Regions from separate parts of the Sus scrofa genome. Here regions 1 and 2 are each linked to region 3. A link is a contact called in public HiChIP or PLAC-seq data. All regions are on one chromosome and are shown on one strand. The core of a region is the stretch at or near the end of the contact, and the rest is flanking DNA. Distances in the headings are between cores, read along the strand shown.

Evidence for each region. HiChIP or PLAC-seq counts read pairs in DNA pulled down with a chosen protein or histone mark.
Region 1: an H3K27ac HiChIP or PLAC-seq map of skeletal muscle shows a contact between it and region 3, with 4 times the contacts expected there. The contact joins the promoter of MCCC2 here to the promoter of CCDC125 in region 3. A contact is called at or near these places in 1 of 5 promoter capture datasets (fetal skeletal muscle), 1 of 47 Hi-C or Micro-C datasets (heart right ventricle) and 1 of 2 datasets of contacts at active chromatin or transcription factors (skeletal muscle).
Region 2: a contact with region 3 is called in an H3K27ac HiChIP or PLAC-seq map of skeletal muscle. The contact joins the promoter of LOC100517502 here to the promoter of CCDC125 in region 3. A contact is called at or near these places in 1 of 5 promoter capture datasets (fetal liver) and 2 of 2 datasets of contacts at active chromatin or transcription factors (alveolar macrophages and skeletal muscle).

The regions. Positions count from the first base shown.
Region 1 is chr16:47,915,448-47,919,996 of Sscrofa11.1, forward strand. MCCC2 (methylcrotonoyl-CoA carboxylase beta chain, mitochondrial) reads left to right here and starts at 1,861. Exons shown (of 17, transcript XM_005672531.3): 1 at 1,861-2,153. The coding sequence starts at 2,025.
Region 2 is chr16:47,795,421-47,800,010 of Sscrofa11.1, forward strand. It overlaps LOC100517502 (small EDRK-rich factor 1), which reads right to left and starts at 2,159. Exons shown (of 3, transcript XM_003134027.5): 1 at 1,999-2,159; 2 at 1,112-1,220. The coding sequence starts at 2,005.
Region 3 is chr16:47,476,218-47,480,866 of Sscrofa11.1, forward strand. CCDC125 (coiled-coil domain-containing protein 125) reads right to left here and starts at 2,372. Exons shown (of 12, transcript XM_013984842.2): 1 at 1,858-2,372. It overlaps AK6 (adenylate kinase isoenzyme 6), which reads right to left. Exons shown (of 5, transcript XM_003134021.5): 5 at 4,339-4,649.

The sequences.
Region 1 (4,549 bases), core at 611-3,110, 440 kb after region 3:
GGAAACTAACCTTAACATCATAAGAGCCACATGGGGAAAACCCACAGCAAATATCATACTTAATGGTGAAAAATTGAAATCTTTTCCTCTAAGATCAGTAACAAGCTAAGGATGTCCACTTTAACCATTTTAATTTGATATAGTACTAGAAATTCTAGCTGGAGCAATTAGGTAAGAATGAGAAATAAAAGGCATTTATATTGGAAAGGATAAAGTAAAATTATAACAGTTCACAGATGATTTATTACATGCAGGAAGCCCTAAAGATTATGTACACACACACACAATTAGAACTAATGAATTCTGCAAAAGAGCAGTACACAGTTAAAAATTGAGGGTTTTTTTGTCTATTTTTTTTTGTCTTTTTAGGGCCGCACCTGCAGCATATGGAGTTTCACAGGCTAGGGGCCCAATTGGAGCTGTAGCCATCCCTCTACGCCAGAGCCACAGCAACAGTGGATCTGAGCCACGTCTGTGACCTACATCACAACGCTGGATCCTTAACCCACTGAGCTAGAACAGGGATGGAACCAGTGTCCTCATGGATGCTAGTCCGGTTCATAAACTGCCGAGCCACAATAGGAACTCCTGCATTTAAATATGCTAATAATGAACAACCTGAAAAGGAAACTACAAAAGCAATTACAAAACAATAGGCAAAATAATCTTGAAAAAGAAGAACAAAGCTGGAAGACTCACACTTAATAATTTAAAAACTTATTACAAAGCCACAGCTATAAAAATTATGTGGTACTGGTATACAGACAGACATACAGACCAATGGAATCAAATAGAAAGTCCAGAAAAAAACCATTGCATGCGAAATAATTTTTGATAAAAAATTTTTTTTTTGACAAGGGAGCCAAAGACTATTCAATGGGGAAAGGACTGTCTCTTCATGTTGTTGGGAAAACTTGGTACCCATATACTAAGGAATTTAGCCAGGCCTTTATCTAACATCATGTATAAAACTAATTGAAAATGTCTCAGACTTAAGTGGACTAAATAAGATTTTTTCTCATTGTCCAGTGGATAAGAAGCCCAGATTTGTTATAGGCAAAGTTTTAGAAATGTTATAATCCTATATAAAACATATATAAAATATGTACATCCAAGTTGTAATTTATCACTCTTAGAGTTTTTAATTTACTTGTTCATGATCTCTGTGCTTTATAAAGGAGGGCACTGTGCCTGTTCTCCACTGTATCCCCAGCTCCCGAAGAGCACCTGACAGAAGACACCTAAGAAATACTTGTTGGAGTTCCCGTCATGGCTCAGTGGTTAACGAATCCAACTAGGAACCATGAGGTTGCGGGTTCGATCCCTGACCTTGATCAGTGGGTTAAGGATCCGGCGTTGCTGCGAGCTGTGGTGTAGGTTGCAGACGCGGCTCGGATCCCCCGTTGCTGTGGCTCTGGCGTAGGCTGGCAGCTACAGCTCTGATTAGACCCCTAGCCTGGGAACCTCCATATACTGAGGGAGCGGCCCAAGAAATGGCAAAAAGACAAAAAAAAAAAAAAAAAAAAGAAAAAGAAATACTTGTTGAATGGATGAATAAAGAGTTTAATTTCTTAGGGCAGCTTGTTCAGTGTCCAGCTCTCATATAAGATAAGCTTTTTCAAGTCCCGCAATGTCCTTTCTGTCTGCAGGAGAAGAAGAAAATGGTGCATAGCAAAAGAGCTGAGACCGACTGAAAGGAAACCTAGCCCAGCTCTCAACTCTCAGCTCAGCGTCTTAGGAGGCGCGTCTCCACAGGCTCGCGATACGACAGGCCTCGTGGGCTGCACCCCTGTCCCTTATTGGCTGAGTTGGGGGGCGTGGGGCTCAGGCCGACCAATCACGGACGGCGTGCGTCAGCACGTGCGGAGGTCGACTTGAGAATCTGGGAGGTTTCAGGCGAGTTAGGGCTGCCTGGAGCGGAGTGGAGCTGTGGCCTCGAGACGGGGAGTTGAAGGGGGAAGCTTGGGCTCCGAATCGGCGCAGGCGGCTCTCACGCGTTCCTTCCTGCCTTTGTGCCCGCTGCCATGTGGGCTACCCTGAGGTTGGCCCTGAGGCCGTGCGCCCGCGTCCCTGTCTCCACGCTGCGCGCCTATCATGGGGCTTCCGTGGTCGCACTGGGCACTCAACCAGACTCTAGCTCTGCCATCTACCAGGTAAGGCTGGGTGAGCGGCCTGGAGGACCTAGCCTGAGTCAGTGATTCGTCTTCCACTTGTCCTCCAGGGCCGGACCGACGGGCCGAGGCACTGGCTGGACTGGGAAGCGGGTGGAGGATGGGCTCACTTTAACAGCGGCTGCTTTGTTCTCTGGATCCCATCAGGATTCTGGGACGCGCTAGGGATTCCTGAAGTTTGCAAGAGAAAATCAGATACATTTTAGTTCCCTTTTAGCAGTGGTACTGTATTTTGTATCTTTACCATCAGTTGTTCTCAAAACCTGGTTTAGCAATTGTCACCTGGAAATTTGTTCGTAGTACAGCTGCCTTAATCCTCACCCTGGATCTTTTTGGTCTCCGGGGTGGAGTCCTAGTGTTTGCATAGTTAATGAAGTTGGGGGGGGGGGGCTTGGTGGCTGTCAGGTTTGGGAACCACTGGCCTAGCACAGCTCCCCCTGGCTTGTGCTTCCCAGACTTTAAATAGTTGGTTATGTTAATAGAATAGAATGGTCTATGTTAAGACCATTTATGTGTCTCAAATGGTCTTTCTTGGACTTGGGAGGCATCACAAGGTTATAGAGACAACTCCTGGTTTGTGAAATATCAGAGCTGGAAATTTTCAGTCTCTCTCATGGTTTCTAAGCCTACACAGATAACATTAAATTGTGCAGGAGTTCCTGTCGTGGCTCAGTGGTTAACAGATCCGACTAGGAACGAGAGGTTGCAGGTTTGATCCCTGGCTTCGCTCAGTGGGTTAAGGATCCCGGCGTTGCTCCGATTAGACCCCTAGCCTGGGAACCTTCATATGCCATGGGTGTGGCTCTAGAAAAGACAGACAAACAAAAAAACAAAAATTAGGAGTTCCCGTCGTGGCGCAGTGGTTAACAAATCCGACTAGGAACGATGAGGTTGCGGGTTCGGTCCTGCCTTGCTCAGTGGGTTAAACGATCCGGCATTGCCATGAGCTGTGGTGTAGGTCACAGACGCGGCTCGGATCCCGCGTTGCTGTGGCTCTGGTGTAGGCCAACAGCTACAGCTCCGATTCGACCCCTAGCCTGGGAACCTCCATATGCCGTGGGAGCGGCCCAAAGAAATAGAAAAAAGACAAAAAAAAACCCCCAAAAAAACCCCACAACATTAAATTGTGCAAATAACTTTCAGTTAAGACATTTAAAATAATTCCTGCCTTTAGGAAAACAGTAAGGTTGAAAGAAAAGCAGCAGGCTGAGGCAGAAACAGTATCCAATGAGGGCTTCCAAAAGTCTTGTAATTTCCTGGGATCAGGAGAGAACATTTAATTCAGAAACATTGGGTGGTTACTGTGGTCTAGGCACTATTTTAGGTGTATAGTATAGATGTATAGGAATGGGATCCTAATTTTGTGGGGGAGATAGACAAAAAAGCAGTGCATCATGGTAAGTGGTGTCTAAAGCTTAATAAGGTGGTGTATGGAAAGCTGCAGATAGGAAGTCATATGTGAGTTGGCTCTCAAGCTGGGTAATAAGTGACCAGGCTCAGGATGGGGAAGTTCTCTGGTGGCCTAGCGATTAAGGATCCGGCGTTGTCACTGCTGTGGCGGGATTTTGATCCCTGCCCTTTGGGACTTCTGTATGTGGTGGGCGTGGCCAAAAGTAAAATAAAAATAAGGATGGAGGATGGGAGGCAACTACAAACTATACAAATTAAAGGAGTCGGAGTCATGAGAACAGAGGTACCACCCTATGCAGGTGGTTAGGGGGAATGTGGTCTTGGCAGTCTGGCCAAGTATGGAATTCATGGTGTAGATGGGATTGCGGATGTCCCCAGGTGAAGGAGGGAAGACACGTGCAGAAGCCACACTGGGGCTTCATTTTGCAGTTTGTCTGCTTAGGTATTTAAGTAGAGGAGTGGCATGATCCTGCTGACCTGATGGAATAATTAGTGTGGTGGCAGTGTGGACGATGGGTTTCCCACCATTTTGAATATAGCTTCTTGGCTGGGCGTTTTTTTGGTTGGGGTAGGCCTCTGTTTTCCAGAGCTCCTATAAAAGTTATATATTAGCCAGTTTGGAGTTGTTTTGTGATGTCTCTATGCGGAGAATGGAGAATGAAGGCCTAGAGCTTCCTGTCTGCCGTCTGTGTAGTTTTTGTTTTTTTAATTTTAAAATTTTTTTGCTTTATAGGGTTGCACCCGAGACATATGGAAGTTCTCAGGTTTGGGGTCGAATGAGAGTGGGTCAAGTCAGAGCTGTTGCTGCCAGCCTACACCACAGCTATAGCCACAGCCACGCCAGATCTAAGCCACGTCTGTGACCTACACCACAGTGGATCCTTAACCTACTGAGCGAGGCCAGGGATTGAATTGGCGTCCTCATGGTTACTAGTTGGGTTCATTACCGTTGAGCCACGACGGGAACT
Region 2 (4,590 bases), core at 909-3,408, 320 kb after region 3:
CCAGACGGTCTCCCATTCAAGTGCTAACCAGGCTTGACCCTGCTTATCTTCCGAGATCAGACGTGATGGCACACGTTCAAGGTGGCACGGCTATAGACTAGAGCAGTTTTTAATGCCCAACCCCAGACCAGTTTAAATCAGGACCAGGTGTAGGGCACAGGCCTGAGCAGAAGTGAAGGTTTCTCAGGTGATTCTAATGTGCAGCCAGGCTTGAGGACCACAGAGAAGACATACTGAAGCCTGTGTAGTCAATTATTCGCCTAACCTCCAAGTTCCACATGGACAACAAAATTTTAGAATAAAATTAAATTTGACTTTTTTTAGAAACATGAATCCTTTTCCTTGAGCTTAAGTGGCAGTCTCAAAGTATTTCTGTAGCAGTTTTATATTATTTGTCACTTAGAGTCATATATGTCAAAGCACCTGCATTGACACCTGTGCACCTGCATTCTCTCCAATTCAATGGATCTTCAGACATCAGTACAGCTATATATGCTGTGTCTCTTTCAGAACAGTTATCCATATAATTGGTGACCTGTCATTCAGACTAGTGGGTAGGATGTCTGCTTTGAAAATGTTTGTCCTAGGAGTTCCTGTTGTGGCTCAGCAGTTAACGAAACTGCCTCATATCTGTGAGGACATGGATTAGATCCCTGACCTTGCTCAGTGGTTAAGGATCCCTCCTTGCCCTGAGCTGTGGTGTAGGTTGGCAGCTGCAGCTCTGATTCAACCCCTAGCCTGGGAACCTCCATATGCCGTGGGTGAGGCACAAAAAAAAAAAAAAAAGGAAAAAGAAAAAGAAAAAGATAATGTTTATCCTTAGCACCCAACAATGGAAGCTAAATGAAATTCACATGGTTATGGTAAAGTTGCATAAGACTTTCTGCAAAACAAATTGCAGTTTGAGAGCTTTAAATTCTTCATCCATGAGTTGGAATAATGACTGCCCCATAATACAGTGTTAGCATGCCTGGTGCACAACATATACTGAGCTGTTGCCCTCTTCTGCAGATTAGGCCTAATTCTACTAAGGATTTAAAAAATAAAAAATGCTTTCCATTCTCCAATATGAAAACTTCCGTGACTTGAGAATTCCTTTAGTATCACTTACCTCTGTTTTCTCTGAGAAGTAGTCAAGCTATCCTCTTTTCTTTTTCCCTTAGTAATTTCCTGCGATTTCTTCATGTTTTTCTGGCGGGCAAGTTCTCGTTGATTTCCACCTAGGAAGACAGTCATGCTATTTTCCCATCTACAAAATTAATAATTCCATTCTAAGGCCTTTATTTAAATGCATCTGAAGTTTGCTTTTTAAGTGGTAAGCCAGCAAAGAATGGCCTTGAATGGTGTTCCTGGATCTGACGACAAGGAGGAAGCTAAGAGGTAAACACTTAAGGTCTTAAGAATATTATTATACTAGTTAAGGTGTTCACTACCTATAAATACCAGATCTCTTCAAACAGGCATTCCAGTTGTCTGTCTATATGGGCCAGTATTTCAAAATAAGTTCTGGCTTTTGAGAAGTGTGGGTGGAGAGTGAAAGATACATCACAGACCACATCTCACACAAGTTGGCCCACGATAATTCAATTGTTAAGCAAGCGAAGACAGATGCTACTAAAACATTACCTGCAAGGGCCAAACAAAAGAACGAGGGAAGAGACTCAGAATTCCTGGTCCTCATTAGGCCTCTCGACTTTTTAAGTATTAAGCACCAGCTATAAGTCACCTCCAAAATAAGACCCCTCCCAGGGCTGCCATCTCCAGGGAGGTGCTCCTTGCTGTGTAAACTTGTATCGGAGGGGCAGATACCTGTCCGACCTTTCAGGCTGGACCGGAGCCAACCTTCCCTCTCTCCCATCTCACTGCAAACCGGGTCCCCACTGCGCCGGACAGAACGGGTTTCACCAGCCGGCCCCCGCCTCCCGCCCGCTGGGCCTCTGCGCTAGACTTCCTAGCCCGACGCTCCCTGCGGCTTCCTCTACCGGTCTGCACACTCACGGGCCATGCTGACCACTGAGCTTGGAAGAGAGCTACTTAGAAAAACAACGACTTCGCACGCTCAGCAGCCGTGCCCACTGGTAGATCTGAGAGACAGAGCCCGCGGCGGCGGGATACTCCTGAGAGAGGTCGACCGCCCCGCCCACCAAGCCCAGACAGCAGCCGGCTTGGCCGGAGAGGGACTGCGCCTGCGCGGCCGCTGGCGGCGGGGCGGGGGTGCGGTGCGTGGGTGCGGGGCGGTGCGGTCCCTGGCGCGGGCCGCGGATCCGCCGCAGCGGAGAGTAGTGTGCTGCCAGGGTCGTTCCGCCGTGCAAGTTTGGTAGAGTTCAGAAAGCGGGCCTGTGTCTGAGAGAGGGATAGGCGTGTGTGGACTTTCCTCTCTGCGTACAGCGAACTGGGGCTTGACCAGCCCCCATTTTTGGGGTAGCGACATTAAAAGTTAGAATATCTAGGAGTTCCCGCTGTGGCGTAGCGGGTTAAGGAGCCCGTGTTGTGTCTGCAGCGGAAGGGGTTGGATCCTCTATTCCGCAGCAGTGGGTTAAGAATCTGGAAACAAATGTGGCATAGGTCTCGACTGCGGCTCAAATTTGCCGCTGGTCCAAGAACTTCCATATGTCCTGGGCGATCTTTCATCACGTTTCAGAGGGGAGAAAGAGAGGAAGGGGACAGAATAGATAGATTGAATGTTAGCTCTGCGAAAGGTGGTATTGGCCCCTTACTTCTTTATTCACCCATCAAGCTTGCAAGGTGGTCTTAATTGTTCTCGTTTTTTTGGAAGAAGCAACTGAGACTGAGACCAGAAGCGACAGATCTACTAGGCAGGGAGCAGTGCAGTGAGGCAGAAGTGAGATTCAAGTTGAAAACAGACTCTCTCAAGTCTGTTCATTTCCTATTTTATCCCAATGCTTTGTCAGGGTGGACAGTACTTTGGGAGTTCCGTGGCTCTGTGCTTGGGTTGTGTGATGGGGAAAGAATGGAAGGGAATGTAGTATTACCAGGAATTCAGAATAGCCTAGAATTACCTTAAACCTACTGAAAAGCGGTGGAGCATCTGTCATGGCTAGATGCAGACATGTAAAGATGCTTGGTATTTATTATCTTCATCTATTCTGTTAATTGTTACAAACTGAAAAATGGGTAGAGTTAGTCTGGACACCCTAAAATTATCCTATTTTGTAAGGCTTTTAATTTGTTGGTTATTATTTTTTTCATTTTTTATTTTTTGTCTTATGAAAGTTCCCAGGCTAGGGGTTGAATCAGAGCTGTAGCTGCCTGCCTAGGCCAGAGCCACAGCAACACAGGATCTGAGCTGCGTCTGCAACCTACACCACATCTCACGGCAATGCCGATCCTTAACCCACTGAGCGAGGCCAGGGATCAAACCCTCGTCCTCATGGATACCAGTCGGATTCTTTTCTGCTGTGCCATAACAGGAACTCCTTCCTTGTGTACTTTTTTTTTTTTTTTTTTTATGGCGGTTCCCAGGCTAGGGGTCCAATCAGAGATACAGGTTCTGGCCTACGCCCTGGCCACAGTGACTTGGAATCCGAGTGGCATCTGTGACCTCTGACCCTGAACCCGGCATCCTCATGGATGCTAGTTGGGTTGCTAACCTCTGAGCCATGATGGGAACTCCTGTACTTTTTAATGTGGCTGTAATACCTGCTCAAAAATTACTATAGTTAGGAGTTCCCATTGTGGTGCAGCGGAAACGAATTTGCCTAGGAACCATGAGGTTGCGGGTTCAATCCCTGGCCTCACTCAGTGGGTTAAGGATTCAGTGTTGCCATGAGCTGTGGTGTAGGCTGCAGACACAGCTTGGATCCCTCCTTGCTGTGACTGTAGTGTAGGCCAGCAGCTGTAGGTCCAATTCGACCCCTAGCCAGGAACCTCCATATGCTGTAAATGAGGCCCTAAAAAGAAAAAAAAATTATTATAGTTGAGACTTTATAAGTTAATGCGAGCATTTTTAATCTGCTTCAGGAAGGAGCAGTAGGGCAATAAACAAGGCATTCTGAAGAGAAGAGGAAGATTCAACAAATGAACAAGACAATATAAGAATTTTTAAATACAATGACACAAATTTAGAGGGTAATATGACAGAAATTAATGAGAGGTTGGCTTACATTATGTAGGGTAGTACAGGAACTCCTCTAAAATTAGAAGGAAAATGTCTGGAGATGAAACTGGCTCTATGGATTATGGGCCAGTGTTTGAACCTGCAATACAAGTCCCCTGACTCATGGAAAACAGAAGCCTGACTTCCTTTTTGGAAGGAGAAGAAAATTCTACAAGAACACCTGTTACATTAATAACAAAATGCCTGGGGAATAAAACCTTGAACTGATTGAAAAGATTGCTAGGTCATCTAGAAAGAGAGACAATTTTAGATGTTTTTGAGAATAGGAAGGCAAGAGTGAAAGCATAGAGAAGAGAAGGCTATACTGTAGGCTCCCTCCGGCACTCTGAACAGCGACTTCAAACACACCTAAAGAAGCTCAAGAACTTGACAAAAATAATTCCTGCCAAAAATATCTCAGGAATATTAGAGTTACTGCCAGAACCAAACAGCTCTGTACAGCATATTCTGGT
Region 3 (4,649 bases), core at 1,122-3,621:
CAATTCCACAGGGATCCCTGAATGCTTCCTATCTGCTTGCTCTGGCTCCCTTTCCTCTTCCCAGCCCTTCCTCGGATGTTTAGCTTGCAATCCCAAATACTCTTGAATACATGTCTCTAGCTGTTCAAGCACAGCTTGTTCAAGAGTAAATGCATCACCCTTCCAACCACCCCACCCCCAGATCTCGTCCAGAGTCCTCTCTTTCTGCAAATCCATCAACCATGCTCCAAAACACCCAGGGCCAAAATTTTGGAATCGGAGGCTTTTTACACCCCTCTCCTGCCCCAAAACATCCCATAGCTCCCGTGGCATATAATTAAAGTAGGCGTCACCCTTGTTTTCTGTAAGGAAACTCCAGTTTTCACTTCCTGTGCCATCTGCCGTACTCCCTGCACATGATCTGTGCTTCCGTGTAACGTGGATTGTTCCTGCTCCCAGGTGCCCTCTGCCTGGCGTCCTTAAAGCCTCTGCTGGAGCCACTCTGGAATGGCTTTCTTCTCTCAGGCCTCCCTCAGTTCATGACAAACTCTCCTGGACCAGCAGTGCTTTCTCGTACCTTTGAATCCTTCTAGCTCTGTGTCATACCTTATGGCTGCTCCATGGGCAGGTGGAGTTCCCAGGGCCAGGGATCAGATCTGAGCCACAGGTGCAACACCAGATCCTTAACCCACTGCGCTGGGCCAGGGAGCAAACCTGGGTCCTAGTGCTCCCGAGACACCACCGATCCCGTTTCGCTCCAGCGAAACTCCTGTGTTGTACCCTTCTCATAGTCCTTACTTCCTACCTGACTTGTGTTTTTATTGTACACGCCCCTAGTGCAGGCAATACATGTGTCTCAATGACTGTGCACAGCAGGTGTTTCAAAGACATCTGATGGATGAACTTGAAAGAGAAGAGATTCCTGCCCAGAAAACTTGAACTAGAAGCATCCACACCCACTAGCCGGCCAACCCTTTCCTTAGCAAACAAGTTGATCAAACAGAGACCTAATTCCTGTCAGGCTTGGTAAAAAGGAACTAATTTCAGCCCTTTCTTTTCTGTAAACACTGGCCTGCTACATATCGCTGTAGGATTTCGTTTCAACTTTTATATTAAAATAACTTTAGATTTACAGTAAGTCGCAAAGATAGTACAGTGAACTCCTGTATACCCCCGACCCAAATTCCTGTAGTGCAACATTAGGGTACATTTATCAAAAATAAAAAATTAACATTGATACACGCACTTAACCAAACCACATATTTTATCAGGATTTCCCCAGTTTTTCTACTGATGCCGTTTTTCCGTTCCAGGTTCCAATCCAGGATACCACACGGCATTTTGTGCGCTATAGCTTTAAGGCTTAAAATTGGTAGAAAAAAAAAAACTAGAAAAAAAATAACATAGGAGGAGGGGAGAAGAGGTAGAAACAAAGTCTTTCAAATCTATTTCTTATTTCTGCAATATCAGGTGAGGCCACTAAAGTAGCATTCGGCGAAGAAGGAGCCAGTTTGCCAGCTCGCCCACTCTCCGCTGTGCTTTTCCGAATCTGCAAGGCCCCGCCCCGAGGTCTGGCCGCGCACCCTCCCCAGCCTCCTCGGAGGCTGTGCGAGTCCCGATCCGGCTCCAGGAGCAGGACCCCCCCGCCGCCTCGTGCCGCCCCTCCCCCCCGTCCCCTTAGCGCGCTCACCGAGCACCGACCCTCCAGGCCGCGCGCGCCGCCGCTCTTCCAGCCACGTGACCGACCTGCGCGGCCACTACCGGAAAGGCGGGCGCGGCCGGACTTTAGATCCGCCAACTACCACCGGGCCACGGCCCGAGCTCACCTGGTTCGTGTCGGGCTGGTAGCGCTGCACAACGTGGACGCGCATAACTTACCCAGCTGCGCACAACCGAATTACAAATATAGTTGGAGACCTGGAGAAATAGGAGGCCGAGTGTGCGGCTCAAAGAAGGTAAAATTAGTTGGTTCCAACATGAAGCATCTCGGAGTCGCGTAAGAGAAGGATAGAGCTGAGCTATGGCTCAGCGGGGGCTGCGGGCCTTGAAAGGCAGGCTCTCAGCGCTGAGCAATGAGGGCGCCTTGTGGGCCAAGGAACTGCTGGGGCGAAGGCGAAACTGGACCTGGAAAGCTGCTATTCGGGCCTCCCGCGCTTGTGGGTTTCACGGGAAGGGCCCCATCTCCCTCTAACCCCACCCAAAACGTGCTGGGTCATTAGCTTCATCACCTGGTGCAGTGATGTGGGTATTATTTCCTAATAGCCGACATCTCTTGAAATAATTGAAGGCATTTCATAGTGGTCAAAAAACTTGGCAGGATTTAATGATTACTCACTTTAGAAATAAACTAATGTCGACGAAAATTCAGTTAACAGTGAAGGGAAGGGAAAAAGGGAATTTTATTCAAGCCAAATTGAGGATGATAACCTGGGAGGCAGACTCTTAGAAAGGTGAGAACGGTTCCACCTGTTAGGAGTACAAGGCACAGTCATATGTTTTCAACACATAGGCTCAAACATCAAAATGATATACTGGGGAGTTCCCTTGACAACCTAGGACTGAAATTAGTATATTAATATTTTTTAAGATTCCCATAATGTATATAGCTCTCTGTTAGATCCCACTATATACCTTCTGTTGAAAGAAAAGCTTATTATGAGCAGTGTTAGCAGTAGGATAATTATTAGCAGTAGCTTGATAAGCAAGAGAATTTAGTGAGTCCCAGTAGTGAAAAGAATATTGTCTTCAAAACAGCCATTCATATTACTAAAAACAATAATGAACACATAAGTGGTGCTTAGTGTGTGACAAGCACTGTTGTTGATTTAGTCCTCACAATAGCGCTATGAAGTAGTAATTGTCCTTAGAATGTATGTGATTTAACCCCAGGTAGTACTGGGTAAAAACACAGTGGTATTATCCTACTAGTCTGAGTCATCTTTCTTTTCTGCCTCATGCCCATCTTTCAATGCCCTGCATCCTACATCATTTATCCTTTTCTGCTACTCATTGTAGGTTATTCTCTCATTTTGTTAGAATCTCCAATGGGGCATGCATCACAATCTGTTTGTTCAAAGTGTCCATTTTATCCTCTTTGTATACTTGACTAAGATCATCTGGAGGGCAAGAATTTATCTTGGGAGGCCTTCCCCTCAACAGTGATTTGCATGAAGTCTTACATATACATGATAGGCAAGTTTATTTAAATGAAACTTGTAAAGGTTATGCTTGCATACAGTTTATCTTCCAGGAATTTACTCAATAAACTTGCATGTGCAAAGTTAAATATGCATTAGGCAGCACAATTTAATGGGTAAGAGCCTGCTAAGTTGGAATCCTGACTCTGATACTTCCTAGTTGTGATTCTGAGTAAATCATTTAACCCTATGAAGCTTGGTTCCATCACCTATAATGGAAATAATAATAATACCTACACCTCAGGTAGTAGTCATATGAATTCAGAGTTCACCACTTTTGAAATGTGTTTAAAAGAGTGCCTGGCACATAGTAATATATGTTATCCTTTCTTATCATTCTCATAAAATTAAAAACAAAAAGCTGGAAACAATTTAAATGTCCATCAGTAGGGGACTCAATAAACTACATCCTTAATGGAATTCTTTGCAAACCTTATCAAAACCAAAATGAAATACGACTACATCTTCAGGATGGCTGTTGTTGTCAAGGATATGGAGAAATTAGATCCCGAGTACAGGGATGATGAGAAGGTAAAGTTATGCAACGACTTTGGAATACAGTTTGGCATTTCCTGAAAATGTTAAACTCACTTGTAATATGATCCAGCAATTCCCCTCTTAGCTATATCCAAGAGAACTGAAAACATTATATCCATACGAAAATCTGTACTCAAATGTCTGCAATTCATATTGTCCAAAGTAGATGCCACCCAACCGTGCCACTGATAGAATGGATAAACAAAATGTGGAATAGCCACACAGCGGAATATTATTCAACCATATAAAGGAACAAGATACCCCTAAGTCTACAACTTGGATGGCATTGAAAACACTGTGCTAAGTGAAAGAAGCGAGACACAAAAGAACACATATTGTATGATCCCATTTATATGAAGATGTCTGGAATATGCAAATCTATAGAGACAAAGTAGATTAGTGATAGCAAGGGGCTAGGGGAAGGGAAGAATGAAAAATGCCTGCCAACAGGTAGAGGACTTCTTTTGGGTGGGGTAATGAAAACGTTACAGAATGGGATGTTGCACAATCTTGTGAATATGATAAAAACCAACAGATTATATACACTTTAAAATGATGAATTTTATGATATGTGAATTGTATCTTAATCAAAGAATAGCAAATCAAATAAAGAATAACAAGATGGTATGGTATCCAAAATATATTAAATGAGAAAGTTTGCAATGTATGTTATCATGTGGCTTAAAAAATTATGTACATACACATATGCTTTGAAGGCATGACATCTCAGAAAGATACACAGGAAACCAGTAACATTTTTTTCCTAAAGGGAGGAGATCTAGCATGATGGCTTGAAAGGGAAACCTACATTCCAGTATAAACCTTGACTTATGATGGAGCTACATCCTCATAAAAACATCATAAGTTGAAAATACCCTAAGTTGAAAGTGCATGTAATACACTTAACTTACTAAACATCACAGCTTAGCCTAGCCT